Regions from separate parts of the Mus musculus genome. Here regions 1 and 3 are each linked to region 2. Evidence: chromatin contacts called from public Hi-C and HiCAR-type data. All regions are on one chromosome and are shown on one strand. Each heading gives the region's core, a stretch centred on a gene start, on an enhancer-like site or on the middle of the called end of the contact. The rest is flanking DNA. Distances are from core to core; before and after follow the strand shown.

Region 1 (2,837 bases), core at 107-2,606, 360 kb before region 2:
TAAGTGCCCTGGAAAGTCTGGTGTGTACCATTTCCATCTGCCAGCTTAAACAGTGTCTTAAACAAAAGTCTGAGTGATGTGCAGAGGAAAATGCTGTGATTGGCGAGAAAATTTTCTTTTAAGAATTAACCTTTCTGAGATACGTGTAATTTTTTTCAAGAAGAAATAGGATTGAAAATACTATCACATTAAAATTGCATCTAGTTGTAATAACAGCCAACAGTAGTTTCCACATGGCTTTTACCAGCCACTTTCCTGTTCTCTGTTTATGTTAATTTGTCAGCTGAAGAGCTGGTCGAGCCATAAAGGGGTACATATACCTATCTTCTTAGATTTAGGGATGGAGGATCTGAAGAGCTAAAACGATCTACTTGCACAGTCAGCATTATGCCACGAATGAACAGAAACATGGGAATGTGAATCCAGGAGTTCTGGATTTAAAGTCCCTACGGATGTGTGTATGCAGACTATGTGCACATCACACCGGGGCTTACACTCAGAAAAACTGAATAGATGCGTTGACATCTTGATGGTGTAAGAATATCAGCAGAGGAGTTAAAGTGAAATCCCAAAGTCACAATGTGAATGACACTAGAGTTTCCTAAAAGTTCACTGCGACTTTCCTGGCACTAAACTGAATGATAACATTTTTAATTCTTTCGTATTCAGCTTAATAAACCATGTTAGTGTCAAATAAATTCGGTATTGGAATTTATTTTATAACTGATTTATTAATCATCCCTATACAAATGATTGGATTTTTCTTTACTATAAAGAAAACTAAGCCTTGTTTTGTTTTAGAAAACATTCTTGAGAAAATGTAAATTAGGACCGAGTGTCATGGGAGCGCCAAAGTCAGCTTAATTGATTTTATCACATTACTAAACTTTACATGAAAAGAATTATATATTTGCAATTTGAATGTTAATACTTATAAATTTATGCCACCATTATTATCTGGGCTACATGTAGCTACTCAGAGGCACTTCGTAAATTATGATCATATAAAAAGAAGGCCGTCGTACAGAAAGCAAGGCACATAAAAACAAACGGATCTCGGATTTTGAGTTTAGTGTTGAGCTCCTGATATACATTCATGTGCCTCAGTTTCTTCAAATATCAAAGGAGCTTTCCATAGAGATTAAAAAAAAAACAATAACAAAAAGGAAAAATGGAAAACGCTTGACATACCTTCAGCTCTGTTAGGAATGAACCTCTTTCTAACCTGTGAGATAGGGCTGCACCATAAAGAATGAACGCCGTGGACAGACCGTCTTTCCTCTAGCCTTATGTCTTGTTAGCTTCCGTGCTCCCTCCTCACGTCCTCTCGGTTCCCATGAATATATATGATTTGGCACCAGAGAGAGATTCTGGATTCCAAGCCTTCCAAGGCACGTCTCTTGGTTTTCGCTATGATCCCTCAGTTTGTGAGAGCAGAAACCCCTGCTGCCATTATTCAGTAGACAGATTTAGAACAGAGCCGAAGCTGAGCAGGTTCTGCCAGGAAATACTGTTGGCTTCGCGCTCATTACAGATATAAAAGTGAATTTTAATAGACTTGTTTCTTTGAACTAGCTAAAATATTTTTAGCCAGTAAACTTTATCCTGAACAATTGAACATACTGATTTTTTTTCCTTATCTGGACCCTTGTTGCCTGCTATCTCAGCCATAAAAATAACATAGCCATTGAAAGAAATAATCAGGCTTTATAATTTTCAGTTTTTCAAATGAAAAAAAAAAAGAAAAAAGCACTTTTCATTTCCCAAATGCTCTGCACCCTTCTAGAAAGCGTGATTGAACTTTCTTTTTTAAAGTGTAAGTACTGTTGTAGTGATACTGAATGCTAAATAATGTGTTTGTTTTTCAGCTGTTCTAAGTCCAAAGAGATTTTTTGAATACTTCAATTATAAAAACATTTAAAACATACAAACTTGTGCAATTTTTATTTTAATGAAGATGAGAAGTTCATTAAAGAAGATAAATATTTCATTAGATCTTAAATAAAACAAAGAGATTTTTTGGCTTCTCTCAGCACAAAATTCCTTTGAAAGATTAATTAATACATGCAAATTATGCAAATTAGACCCATGCAAATATTTTATGAAGACAATTAAGGGAACCATTAATTACTGCTTTTTTTGCTTCAGTGAGATTCATTCATTTAATTTTAATTTCACTTTAACTGTTTTGATGTATAATCTCGTGGCTAAGAACTTTATCTTTCCTGGCGGGTCACTTAAACTTATAAATTCCATCAAGTGAGCACACAGAAATCTGTAAAGGTATTCTTGAGACTATGTTTAGTATCAAGAGAAATTTTTGACACAATGCACTCCCACAAACAGGGAAACTGGAAGGGAATGTGAGCTCATTCTTGGACAAGGTTCAACTGCTGGAAAAGCAATTAATTTGCTTTGGCTGTGCTAATATAGGGGAATTAGAAAGTGTGACACAAGACAAATAGAAATAATTAGTTCTCCAAAATGATGTTCTCATTAATATGGTTCGAACAGTAGAAATAAAAAAAACATTATTGTGGCATGTCTGCATTCTGTCCCTGACCACGGGAGGTGGAATAAGGCACCATAAGCTTTTTATATTTATGGTGTAAATGATGATGTTTTAATTTTTTCCTAAGTGAGTGTCTGTATCAAAGGGTGTTATATGTCTCGAATGTCTAAACGACATATGCTACTAAAGTTGATAATGGACTTTCCACATCCATTTGTTTGTATCAATTTTTAAATTTTGTTCATGGTTATTCCGTATTTAAATGAACAAAGACAAGAATCCCTATTTACAGATCACATTTATGACACTCAAATATAATAAACAG
Region 2 (2,776 bases), core at 64-2,563:
GGCGACAGAAGGTTTCCCCTCCGCTCTTTACCTGGCGTTGGTGCAGTCATTGTAGAGGGTCTCGAAGTCCTTCCTGGAGATGAGTTTGCAGCGGTTCACTCCGGGCTGGATGGCCCCCAGTCCCCTCAGGATGCGAACCTGTTCCACATTGCACACCACCGGCGTGATCTCCAACCGCTTCAGCTTGGTGTAGACGGTGTGCAAGCCCCCCACCAAGTGCTTCAGGAACAGGTCGAAAGCCTGGGGCAGGCAGATCAGCTCGCAGCCCTCCACCGTAAAGGAAGCCACTTTGGCCCCTCTCAGATCCACCATTTTGCACTCATTATTCTGGGGGGTGTTTTCCACTGGGGACGGGGTTGAGTACACGGGTTTCCCAGGGAGGGGGCCGCAGCTGCTGCTGCTACTGCTGCTGCTGCTGCTACTGCTGCTGCTGCTGCTACTGCTGCTGCTGCTGCTGCTACTGCTGCTGCTGCCGGTGCTCGCGGTGATGGGGGTGCTGGAGGCGCCGCCGCCGCCAGCGCTAACGCCGCCGCCGCTGCTCCCGGCCGCCAGGCTGGGGTTGCAGTTGCTCCCGCCGCCGCCTCCGTTGCCGCCGCTGCCACCGCCGCCTCCGCTGCCGCCGCCGCCGCCACCAGGAGAGGTGACTGTGGCCGCGGCTGAAGAAGAAGCAGAAGAGGCAATGGGCTCCGGCCGGAACAGAGTTGGCCCAGACGACGCCGGGGGTCCGATGGATGGAGCCGGAGACGAGGTCGCCGAGGAGGTGGAGGTGGTGGTGCCCGAGGAGGAAGCAGAAGTAGAGATCGGGGGTTGAGGGGGGACCAGCTGGGTCGGAGGGATCAAAGCCGCCGGCACTGCCATGGTCACATATAAGGGGAAACAGAAGGAGGAGAAGCGAGGGGGAAAAGTTGCCACACACCCCCCAAAGGGGAAGGGGGAGAAAGGGGGACAAGGATCGAGGTGGGGGGGGGGGCAGAGACAACAAGCACTCTAGGAAGGAACCTTAGTTGGAGAGAGGGAGAGAAGAGGAGAAAAAGGAGGTGAGGTTAAGAAAGAGCGAGCGCAGGAGGGGCGAGCGCGAGAGGCGCTCGAGAGAGAAACGCACAAAAGTGTCCCGCAAGTCGAAATGCGAGTCCTCTCTCGGGGCTGGGATCGCGGGCTGCTCTTGGGGGGGGAGAGGCGGGGGTGGGGCGGGGAGGGTCGGCTGGTGGTGTGTGGGTCCCGCTCTAGCACAAAGTTAAGGATGAAGGTGAAAAGGAGGAGGGTTGAGGGACTTGGGTTCTCCCTGGCAAGTACATTGATCAAAGATTGAGAGGGGAATGACAGAGAGAAAATGAGCTGAAAGTGCAGGCTGCCGGCTGGACGAGTTGTTGTTGTCACACGGTGCGGAGGGGAGGAGCTCCGGATACTTGAAATACCCTTTGAAGCCGCGAAAACCTCACTCACTAGTATTAACCCAAATTATCCAACCAGGAACTCGGAGCACAGACTCCAAGAGCGCGAGACCGAGGAAAGGGGGTGGGTAGAAAACGGGAGTGGGGGGGGAGGGTACGGAGGAAAAGGGTGGGAGGAAAGCCCTAGAAAAGCCGGGGCCCAAGAGTGGTGCTCAGAGAGAGGGAGAGAAAGCTGGTCATCTACTTCTCTCGCGCTGCTACCGTTACATCCCCTGCCACCTCCTCTGTGGCTTTGAAGGAGAAGACTCTTAGCTCCCACCCACCCACCCACCCCAAAAAGGTTCTGAGCAAACGCCTCATGACTGAAAGAGCGGCGGTGCCGCTGCCAGCTCACCTTCAAGGATTTAGGTTCACACACACACACACACACACACACACACACGCGCGCGCGGGGCATTTGTGCAAGCAGTTACAAAAGGAAACATCCCCAGCTCATGACTGTTGGGCAATTATTATTATTATTATTATTATTATTATTATTATTATTATTATTATTATTATTATTATAGGAAAATTCACATGTAAGCAGTGTGGACTATTTTGTGTATCTGACGGGTTTTTTTTCTATATCAAAAATGTTTATATAAAGATAAAGAAGAGTTTTCAAGCTGCGGGAAGAAAGTCACTTAAGAATAATGGGTGCTCCTGATCCTAGTAGACAGGGATACAGTGGATTAAAACAACTTCCCTTTCACCTCCAGAGATTGGTCAGGGATGACTTCTTTATCTAGAAATTTCTAAAGAGATCAGCTGTCCTTGAAGATTAGAAAGTAGAATACAAAAACACACTGATGTTTCTTACCCAAAACTCTAATTAATTCACCTGGTCTTGCACAGTAATCAACTCTCATTTCTCCTTCAGTACCCGAGGAGAGTCGAAAGTGTGTTATTTAAGTCACACAATAATTATTGGGTTCCTTTCATATTTGGAAAGTCCTGCTATGTTTTGGGAACTTCGTTTTTGCTTTCTCAGTGAGAATGTGTTTGTAAAGAATGAAATAGAAACTAAGCCTCCTGGTTGACTTGTAAACACAGAAGGCAGAAGGGAATAGTGGTTTGGGGCTGCATGAGGGGAGTAAGACACTCATTTTCTCCTCCTGTCTTCTCTAACTTGTTGCACAGCGATGTTTTTTCCGGGATGTTTGACCAGCATAGAATTTGAGCATAGGTCCTGTGTGTTTGTTGCTTATATCTCTAGGAATCTGGAGTAGTTAGGCATTGAACCTGTCTACACATGTCTAAAGATTTCATAAGATGTGAGGAGGCAGCATATGACAGATTTAAGAAATAAACTATTATAACAGGCTTGTTGATTTGAGAAATGT
Region 3 (2,749 bases), core at 233-2,732, 400 kb before region 2:
TAGAAAGCCCAGTATATTCTTATATCTGAGAAAGATAGGTGTTTCATCTACTCCCAGCCCAGTTCCTGCTCTGGAACACGTGACCATGACACCCCACATGAAGTTCAGTACAGCTAATCATACCCAGAGCACAGAGTTCTCCACGCTAATGAAGTATATAGATGGAATGGGCTTGAGGGTTAGCCTGTAAGCTTACCTTCCCAGACATCCCTTCCTGAAAAGATATTTAATCTCTGGCCCACCCTGAGTAAGTCCTATGTACCCTCTTTCCATGATGAACAATGAATAAACAGTTTGGACAAACAATGACCGCCTTTCTTAAGAATGGTTATGGGTGTAAACCTTCTTTATATGCACCTTAAGTCTCTTGGAGAAAGCTCCTCTGCCTTCTGGACACAGATACACAGACACTAACCCCTGAGCTAAGCCAGAGTTCCACCTCTCCCAAGCCCAGATCTCATTGCCCTCCAGTCAGGGAGTCTGAGAACCTCTGCCTCCTCCTCTTCAGTCTGGGCTGCTTCTCAATTGGGCTGGGGCCCTCATTTTAGGCTGCGTTCCAACCCCACCCCACCCCTGCACCCAGGTGATGGTGAGGATGTAGCGCCCTCTAGTTTTGTCTGCCTGATCAGCTGCCCGGTTGAAAGCAGAGCCACAAAGATTTTTCCCTTTGTGGGGGGACTTTGAGGCATCAAAAGCCTCTTGCCATCCCCACTGAAGTTTTTGCTTCCTGTTCATAAACTGTTATGTGAATTCTCAAATTACTCTCCAGTGTCATGCCTGCCTTCCTGTTGCCATGGTTATGATAGACCCCTATTCTTCTGAAATAGCAAGGTCCCAAAAAACCCATTCTTCTGTAAGTTGTCATGATAATGATGCTTTATCATAGCAATAAAAAAATTAATGAGATGAGTTCCTTGGGTTTTTTCCTTACCCATCCTTGAGACTGGGCAGAGCTCTACTGAACCTGCAAAGGGATTGAAACATTTTTCCAAGATTTCCCTGATTCTTCACCCAAAGCACCAGTGAGTTGGTGTGCCAATGGCAAAACAAAACTTTTCTAAATAGTATTCACAAAACTGGAGGAAAACACTGCAAGGAGCAGCCTCGGTCATTTTGGGGTTCTTGAGAGTGGGAGGATTGGATTAGTGAGAAATCAGAGCCTCTGAGGAAAAAATGCATGTGCCTCATTGCTGTCCTCAAGCTGTGCTCAGAGATAGCCAGAGATCCCCCACTCCCCAAGGTAGCCAGAGTTCCCCCACTCCCCAGCCCCAGGCTCATCACTGGCCAGTCCCCCCACTCCCCTGAGTTCACCTCAGTCTTGTATTCATTACACACTTCCTTTTTATACAATAATATGTAATCAAAAGACTTTTCATTATTTTCCTCAAGCCAATTATGTTTCCTGAAAAACCCCTTGTAACTATGTAACCAGAAAGCACAATGCTCACACATAGTCACACTTCAGTAGCTGCTAAAACTAGTTATACATTAACTTTCAACTCTCAGAAAAACCTCCAAACCACAGGCTGTCCCGGCATAAACTTGAGTGAGAACAGAAAGGTGCTAAACAGTTAGGATAATGTTCATATTTTTAACTTGTCTAAATGTGCAAAATCTCTTTACTAAGCTCATCCAAATATCTATTTGGACAAAGCTTTTCAAACTCTTTTCCATATGCAGTATTAATTTGTCTTGCAACTTTCCCCAGGGCTCCTTCACAAGCTTGAATTCTATCTCTTAGAACTTGAACCCTAATTTCCTTAGGCAGGCAATTCCAAGGGGTCAAATCAGTATGTTACAATCTTTCTAGGAAGGTCATTTCACTAATGCAACATCCCCCTCAAAGGATCTAATCTCTTCTACCCATCCTTTTATCTTGTTTATTGAACATATATCTTCTAATTTTCTCCAATAGTATTTCTGAATCAAACTTTCTCTTATTAGTGTTCTCCCCTTATGGATAGGGGTTCTCTCCATCATCCACTTATCTAATAGACCCAGCTAAAATAGTTCCTCTATCTTGTCTCCTGCATTTTCTATGAACATTCATTCCCTTTAGTGACCCAGGTCCAGAGTTCCTTTTCCTTGAGGTCTTCAAATCTCTTAATTACTAAAACTTTAGGGTTCTCACAAACATTTCCTGCTTCAAATATTTCCTGGTACAACTTAATCATCATGAGTTGGCTAAGATTTCCCAGAGAACAGTTAAGGCAGTCAGCCTCCACATCCAGAACCCCGTGTCCTGATATGCCTGGGGTGACCGCTTGAATGGCCAGAGGCAGAGCAGTTTGTTCCTAGTAGACATCAGAGCCATTTCCTTCTCTACTAATGCTCTCAATCCCTTTCCAAGAAATTTTTACCAGAGTTGTATTTGAGAACAAATATAGTATGCAGAACATCAAAACACACAAGATAGACATCATTTATATACGACAAGACATCATTTATATAGGAAAAAAACAGAGATGGTACCAGATGGGTAGTGATCCCTCAGCTGAATGTGTTATGGTACCACCTTTAAAATTGTGCTGTGCCTGATAAAACACTACAAAAAGACTACAAATGCATGTCCCAAGTCACCCTATTTGTTTTATTTCAGAAAAGTCTAGAGAGGCCAATGAGGGATTGGTCTTCTACCAAGTACTACTTTCCTCTGTACCATCAAACTCTCTTGTAGAAGCAGGAATCATGCTCTAATCCCACTGCAAACTACCATGAGTGAAACAGTTTTCTTTTCAACAGCTGGAAG

What was found. Hi-C and Micro-C count contacts between places; a contact is called where the count stands out from the background. HiCAR-type assays count read pairs that join an accessible place to other places.
Region 1: a contact with region 2 is called in a Hi-C map of cerebellum, with 1.9 times the contacts expected there. The contact joins the enhancer-like site here to the promoter of Dach1 in region 2. A contact is called at or near these places in 5 of 39 promoter capture datasets (the HPC-7 cell line, hippocampal neurons, liver and 1 more), 5 of 484 Hi-C or Micro-C datasets (the AML12 cell line, the G1E-ER4 cell line, cerebellar granule neurons and 2 more), 14 of 115 datasets of contacts at active chromatin or transcription factors (bone marrow-derived macrophages, cardiomyocytes, craniofacial prominence and 9 more) and 2 of 9 other capture datasets (adipose tissue and pancreatic islet).
Region 3: a contact with region 2 is called in a HiCAR-type map of kidney, with 2.6 times the contacts expected there. The contact joins the enhancer-like site here to the promoter of Dach1 in region 2. A contact is called at or near these places in 6 of 39 promoter capture datasets (the C10 cell line, the HPC-7 cell line, cranial neural crest and 2 more), 1 of 484 Hi-C or Micro-C datasets (embryonic stem cells) and 8 of 115 datasets of contacts at active chromatin or transcription factors (bone marrow-derived dendritic cells, bone marrow-derived macrophages, craniofacial prominence and 4 more).

Annotation. Positions count from the first base shown.
Region 1 is chr14:97,812,370-97,815,206 of GRCm38.p6, forward strand. The region is part of intron 11 of Dach1 (dachshund family transcription factor 1); the gene reads right to left. Among named protein-coding and RNA genes, the nearest start is that of Gm25831, 150 kb to the right of the region's middle. Within about 2 kb of position 1,357, at least 5 of the 459 cell types and tissues checked have an H3K27ac peak or open chromatin away from gene starts, as enhancers often do. A contact at or near this core is called in cerebellum, where this site is marked.
Region 2 is chr14:98,168,452-98,171,227 of GRCm38.p6, forward strand. It overlaps Dach1 (dachshund family transcription factor 1), which reads right to left and starts at 1,314. Exons shown (of 12, transcript NM_007826.3): 1 at 32-1,314. The coding sequence starts at 858. It overlaps Gm33583 (a long non-coding RNA gene), which reads left to right and starts at 1,453. Exons shown (of 2, transcript XR_003951195.1): 1 at 1,453-1,515.
Region 3 is chr14:97,773,094-97,775,842 of GRCm38.p6, forward strand. No RefSeq gene overlaps it. Among named protein-coding and RNA genes, the nearest start is that of Gm25831, 190 kb to the right of the region's middle. Within about 2 kb of position 1,483, at least 7 of the 459 cell types and tissues checked have an H3K27ac peak or open chromatin away from gene starts, as enhancers often do. A contact at or near this core is called in kidney, where this site is marked.